Linked DNA regions of Sus scrofa: region 1 is linked to region 2. A link is a contact called in public HiChIP or PLAC-seq data. All regions are on one chromosome and are shown on one strand. The core of a region is the stretch at or near the end of the contact, and the rest is flanking DNA. Distances in the headings are between cores, read along the strand shown. Region 1 overlaps RALGPS1 (ras-specific guanine nucleotide-releasing factor RalGPS1). Region 2 overlaps RALGPS1 (ras-specific guanine nucleotide-releasing factor RalGPS1).

Region 1 (3,017 bases), core at 341-2,840, 72 kb after region 2:
ATTATTCATTTCTGACAACCTGGTGTGTCAAGGACAGAAATATATGTTAGAGACCCCTTGCATTTCTAAGAGTTTCTGCCTTAAATTATTTAGTAGACAATTGGCCCTCCTTATCCCTGGGATCTGCATCTGTGGATTCAGCCAACCCTGGACCAGAAGTATTCAGAAAAAAATCCATAACGTTCCAAAAAGCAAAGCTTGAATTTGCCATGTGCTGGCAACTATTTACATAGCATTTACATCGTATTAGGCATTATAAGTAGTCTGGAGATGGTTTAAAGTATAGGGGAGGATGTGCATAAGTTACATGCAAATACGATGCCATGTTATATATGGGACTTGACATCCCCAGACTGTGGTACCCACAGGGGTCCTGGAGCCAGTCCCGCGTGGATACCGAGGACTGACCTCTGGGAGTTTGTAACAGCTCTGGATTCACTATGAAGTATGTCCCGTACAAAATGACCTTGATTCCACTTATTCCTTTCTTTTATTTCTTTGATGTTAATTCGGTGAAATCTGATTTATTTTTCCTTTGCATTCATTTTATAAATCTTTGACTCTATTTTGGATTTTTAACATTTTAAGTTGTTTTGTCTTAGGTGCGATCTTTTTTAAAATGAATTTTATTACATTTATAGTTGTACAATATCATCACAACCCAATTTTATAGCATTTCCATCCCAACCCCCCCCCAGCCCATCCTGCCCCCCCCCAATCTGGGCATGATCCTTGAAAACCTCATTTAGTTGGGCCCAATAAGAGAGACCTTGCCTTTTAGTGGGGGGTAAAAGCCTTTCCCATTTGTTTGGACTTGAGCCACGTTATTGAATTATCATCCTTCTTTTTTTTTTTTTTTTTTTTTTTTTTGTCTTTTTGTCTTTTTGTTGTTGTTGTTGTTGCTATTTCTTGGGCCGCTCCCGCGGCATATGGAGGTTCCCAGGCTAGGGGCCGAATCGGAGCTGTAGCCACCGGCCTACGCCAGAGCCACAGCAACGCGGGATCCGAGCCGCGTCTGCAACCTACACCACAGCTCACGGCAACGCCGGATCGTTAACCCACTGAGCAAGGGCAGGGACCGAACCCGCAACCTCATGGTTCCTAGTCGGATTCGTTAACCACTGCGCCACGACAGGAACTCCAATTATCATCCTTCTTAATGCTTCGTGTCCTTTCCTTGCTCTCATCTTAAGACTTGCTGTAAACGGCAGTGTCTTTCCACTGGGCGAGGGTGAGGGCAAAGCCCCATCTCAGATCTGCAGATGGAGGGCATGTTGGTTTGCCCAGCTCCCGAGCCCGTTCCACCTCGCCTGAGGCTAATCAGGTGGAGGACGGGTTGATGGATGAGGCTGAGGGACGCCTCGAGCGGCCCATTGCTGCAAGGTGGCAGACATGCTCTTCCAGCATTGCTCAGGATGGCCTCTCCTCTCTCACAGAATGATCACAGGAGCTGGGCTTATCGTCTGCTTTCTCTGTGCCTGGCACTTTGCTAGATATTTTAATGCATCATCTCAATGAATGCTCACAATGGCTCAGCAAATAAGCAGGTGCTGAGAGGTTGTCTAGGGTCACATAACTGGAGAGTGGCAGAGCCAGGACTTGGCCCAGATGGTCTGGCTCTAAGCCCTGGGCTCTTGACACTGCCCTCTCCTGACTCCTCACCTCCGCGTTCAGGTCATTATTTTCCTACTCCTCCCTTTCACTTGCCACCTGTATGTCCTCTGCCATTTATGACTTGTGGGTGGCCTCCGTAGGGCACTAAATGAAGTGGGATGAATTGCCTTGGCTCTTTCTTGTGACACTTTGTTCTTGGACTACAAAGCAGTGCTATCTTGGGCTTCTGAGGGAGTGGTTAGCGGGCTTCAGCCAAGGGCAGACTGGACCAGCAGCATCTCCCCTTGCTGCCCGGTGTCCCTTCTCATTAGACCAGGAGGTCCCAGACCCCTCCCCTTTGGATGAGTCCCCTGCTCAGGCCGCTGGCCAGAGGTCCCTTGTGCATAACCACGGTGGCTCAGGACACAGGACAGGTCCACACTGGCAGCAGACACATGGTCTGGGCCAGGGCCCCTTGCCACTGAGTTTCCGGACAGAAACACCCTCCTTGTCCTTGCTCACCTCATCTCAGCTGCCTGTTCCTGTCAGGTACTTCCCAAGAAGCTCCGTGTGGACCTCTGTTCTCCTGCGAGACCCTCCTGCTTGCCTCCGAGGGAGCCCAGCCTCACCTCATGCTCCTCTCCCTTCAGCCCCGAGGATCCCCCCCTCCCGCCCCCGCACGCCCCATACACCAATCAGACTTCCTTTCCCATCCTTGCATCAGAAAGACTCCTGACATACATGAGTCAGATGGGAAGAACGGGAGGAGACGCCAAGGTGCTTTCTGCCCTCAGGACAGCGCGTGAGGGTTGTTACCATGGGGGCACCGCGATCCCATCCTGAGGCTCAGCAGGGCCATCTGTCATCCCGAGGGCAGCTAGGGCCCTGCCTGCCCCTCTGATTGCCATAGACAGACCCTGCCCACGTCCAGGTTGTGGTTTTAGTGCTGGATTCCTCTTGAAAACCCAACCTGTCCTGGGGCCGGATTTGTTTATCAGAAGAGGAAGAGTTACATAATTCCTGGAAAGTACAATATAGGAAAAAATGTCTGAAGCCGTTTCTTTTTCCCCTGGCAACGTCCTCACCGTAGGTCTTTCCCTGGGGGAGAGGGAGTTATTCTGGGGGCGGGACTTGATATTTTCAGCTGCGTTGGTAAAGCTTAGTTCCTGCTCGGGACCTTGAATGCTGCTTTAGCCGTTACGTGTATAACTGCTCAAAAGACTATGGGTTCTTCTAAACGCCTGTGGAAGGTTCTACACTCACTAGTTTCCCGGGACCATTCGTGCGTGTGTCCCCCACTCCTTGTAAAGATACCCTAATGTAGTACTAGCCATTGTCATTCACCATGTGGTGTGTATTCCAGCTCCTTTCGATGCAAATTTTAGAGCCAGTTGGCTGAACTTTAGTGCACTGTTTCTCATGAA
Region 2 (3,172 bases), core at 316-2,815:
CTTCTTGCTGCCTCTGCCGACACTGCCGCAGCCCGGCTGCCAGATAGCCCGGTAGTGAGACTGACCTTCGCTCATTCGCTCATTCATCAGTCTGTGGTGCTGCCTGTTGCGGAGACAGGGGCGGGGGTGGGGGACGTGGACACAATTCCGAGAGAGCGACAGGCAGACTTGTAAACACACAGTGGACCAGAGTATCTGGGGCATCAAGGAGAAGGTGGTGGGTGGGGTGGGCAGGAGGCAGAGCTCTAGCTTGTTAGCCTTGGGGATTCACGGAGAGGTTGCAAAAGGGGAGTGTCCTGGATGGATTTGTACTTTAGAATGTTGGTTTGAATTGCCAATTGCAGGCAGCAGACTGGCTGGGGGGTGCGCAGCAGCCTGTGGGAGGCAAGGGCGGTGGCAATGGAGAGAAGGGGCCCGGCCTTAGACCCGTCAGGGGGCTGCCATGAGAGCTGAACCAAGAAGACCCAGGAGAAGAGGGGTGCGCTGTGCCATTGGGGAGCAGAAGGAAGAGCAGGTAGCAGGGAAGGAGGCAGAGGCAGTGGCCCTGGATGCAGGAGGCCCAGGCAGCCCGGTGTCCTGGAAGTCAGGCCGCGTGGTCGGCAGCGTTTCGTCCAGGGGAGGGAGGCCAGGAGGTCATGTGGGCGAAGGATTTCCTAGTTCAGGGTCAGAGGCGGGGTCGCTCTAGCAACCACGCTTTCGAGGGCGAGGGCTATGCCTTTGGGTAGCTGTGGTGGGGGGGGCATGGAAGCCTTTCTGGGGGGAGGCTGAGGTGTGACCCAGTTTACCGACGTGCCCGGAGATGACGGCAGGAGAGTGGGAGGAGACTGTGAGCTAGAGTGGAACGTGAGAGAGCATCCTGGGGTCGGGAGCTGATGGCAATGTGGGGGGGACATGGAAGTGTCCAGAAATGGCTTGGGGCTCCCCAGAAGACAGTTGCGGGCCTAGACTGAGAGCATTATGAGGGAAGGGACCAGAGTGTCACCAGCATCTGCCACCTGGGTTCAAGGCACAGGCCTGGTGCTGAGTGTCAGTGGAAGGCAGGCCAGGGGTGTTGGGTGGGCACACGTCCTCTGTCCCGACCCCTTCCTCACTGGGGCTCTGGAGGGAACCCGGGATTTAAAGGGAAAAGAATGAGGAGGTGGGAGGTGCGTTAACAAATGTTGTGGGACAATGGAGGCCATATCCAGTTAGAACTCTTTTTTTTTTTTCTTTTTCCTTTTTATTGTTGCACATGTGGCATACAGAAGTTCCCAGGCCAGGGGTCGAATCAGGGCCACAGCTGATTCGGCACATCCACAGCAACACCAGATCCAAGCTGCATCTTCGGCAACACCAGACCCTTAACCCACTGAGCGAGGTCAGGGATCAAACCTGCCTCCTCATAGGGACAATGTCTGGTCCCTAACCCTCTGAGCCACAACGGGAACTCCCCAGATAGAACTCTTGTCCCTGAGCAGAGGTAGCGGGGGGCACTCACTCTAGGGAGACTGGGTTTCATCCTTCCCTGAATCAGGGCTTGAGACCTTGGGCTATGGCTGGACTAGCCTCTGCTGGTCTGCAGAGAACTGACCTGCAGGAGTGGAAGACTCCCCGCTGACATACAGTTTCCTCTGGGCAGGCACATGACACGTTGCAGTTCAGGAAAACACTACTTGTGGGTTCAGGAACCTGACCCTCTGGCCTTTTGTCTGGATGCCGTTCGCTTGCTCTGAAGAAGCGGGCATTCCAGAAAGCAGAGGTCAGTGTTGGAAGTCGGACAAACCCTGTGTGTCTTCGCTGCTCCTTGGAATCACAGCGTTTGGCTTCGGGAGGAGGGAAGAGTGTTGCCAGCAAGGCAGTTATTTGTAAAGAGGAGACTGGTTTCGCTGACATCATTAAAACCCCTCTTTCAGGTCACATGCTGTTTTCTCAGACCGTTTCCCGCCCCTGCCCCAGCCCAGCCCAAGTCACTGCCGCCTCCTCTGATCCCATCTCCCCACATCCAATCCTGCCCCCAACCTCCTCTCTGCCTTGGGAGATGTCTTTCTAAAGCTAAAGCCTGACTGCGTTTCGTCCTGCTCCTAGGAGGTAGACTTGTCTCCTCTCCCAGGCAGCCAAGGTTCCAAGGGATGGGCCAGCAGCAGACCTCCATTGTGTGCAAATGTCATGGCTGAAAAGGCAATAATTAGTGTTTCCAATCTGTCTCCCACCTGGATTATAAACTCTATGGCCACAGGGATCATCCAGTACAATTCACTGTGTCCTGCCATCTACCCAGTGCTTGATGTTATTTGCTGAATATATTAGGGTGTAGTAATAAAAATAATAACAGTAAGATCCCATTGCATCCTCTTGACGTAAACACTACACTGGCTCTCTCTGTAAGAAAAACAAACCTGAATCGGGTAGTGGGGGGGCGGCGGTCCAGGTGCCCTCGGAGTGGGGCCACGGCCTGGGGAGGACGGCTCTGGCACAGGGCTTTCCAGTACCTGAGCAGCTGTCTCTCTCCTTTGTCACTGCTCTGAGTTTGCATTTGTTATTTGCTTCTCGTTTCCTAGTAATTGCTCTACCCATTGCAATGATCTGGTGTCACAATCGAAACAAAGTGGAAAAGGGCTTTCCCCCAGCTCCATTCATGATGGAGACAGAGGCTGGAGTCCCTCTCTGGGCTCCCCAAAAAAGGCCTGCTTGAAGGGTGGGGAGAGCCGGCTGGGAGTCAGATCTGACCGCAGACATAGGCCAGCAGCACATTTGATCCGATGAAGCCAACACTTTGCAATTTCCAGACTCATTATTTTCTTCCTTCTTGAGTGTGGGTATGACATTTTAAATAAATTAATAACACAAAACAGAACCTTTGGTGAACAGCTGCTTTTATCCCCGGGGGCTTGGCGCCTGGTTGTGACTTTGTGAGGAAAATGGGCTTTGTTTAGACTCTTGCTGCAGGAGCAACGGCCTGATTCTGATCACAGGCAGTTTGGGGTGTTGGGAGGCTCACCCTTCGGAGGCAGGGAGATCTGCGTGTGGAACCTGGCTCTGCTGCTCTCCAGCTGCGTGCGCCTGGCAAGTTTCCGCACCTCCCGGAGCCCGTTTCCTCATCTGCAGCATGGACAGGATGCCCATCTCATGGTGTTGTGATGCTTAAAGGAGATCATATAGGCAGATAGCCTGGCACAAGGCAGAAACTCAGCAA

What was found. HiChIP or PLAC-seq counts read pairs in DNA pulled down with a chosen protein or histone mark.
Region 1: an H3K27ac HiChIP or PLAC-seq map of skeletal muscle shows a contact between it and region 2, with 4 times the contacts expected there. The contact joins two enhancer-like sites. A contact is called at or near these places in 3 of 47 Hi-C or Micro-C datasets (embryonic fibroblasts, heart right ventricle and mesenteric adipose tissue) and 1 of 2 datasets of contacts at active chromatin or transcription factors (skeletal muscle).

What each region holds. Positions count from the first base shown.
Region 1 is chr1:267,623,086-267,626,102 of Sscrofa11.1, forward strand. All of the region lies in intron 8 of RALGPS1 (ras-specific guanine nucleotide-releasing factor RalGPS1), which reads left to right. Among named protein-coding and RNA genes, the nearest start is that of ANGPTL2, 35 kb to the right of the region's middle. Within about 2 kb of position 1,591, at least 10 of the 83 cell types and tissues checked have an H3K27ac peak or open chromatin away from gene starts, as enhancers often do. A contact at or near this core is called in skeletal muscle, where this site is marked.
Region 2 is chr1:267,551,521-267,554,692 of Sscrofa11.1, forward strand. The region is part of intron 4 of RALGPS1 (ras-specific guanine nucleotide-releasing factor RalGPS1); the gene reads left to right. Among named protein-coding and RNA genes, the nearest start is that of ANGPTL2, 110 kb to the right of the region's middle. Within about 2 kb of position 1,566, at least 23 of the 83 cell types and tissues checked have an H3K27ac peak or open chromatin away from gene starts, as enhancers often do. A contact at or near this core is called in skeletal muscle, where this site is marked.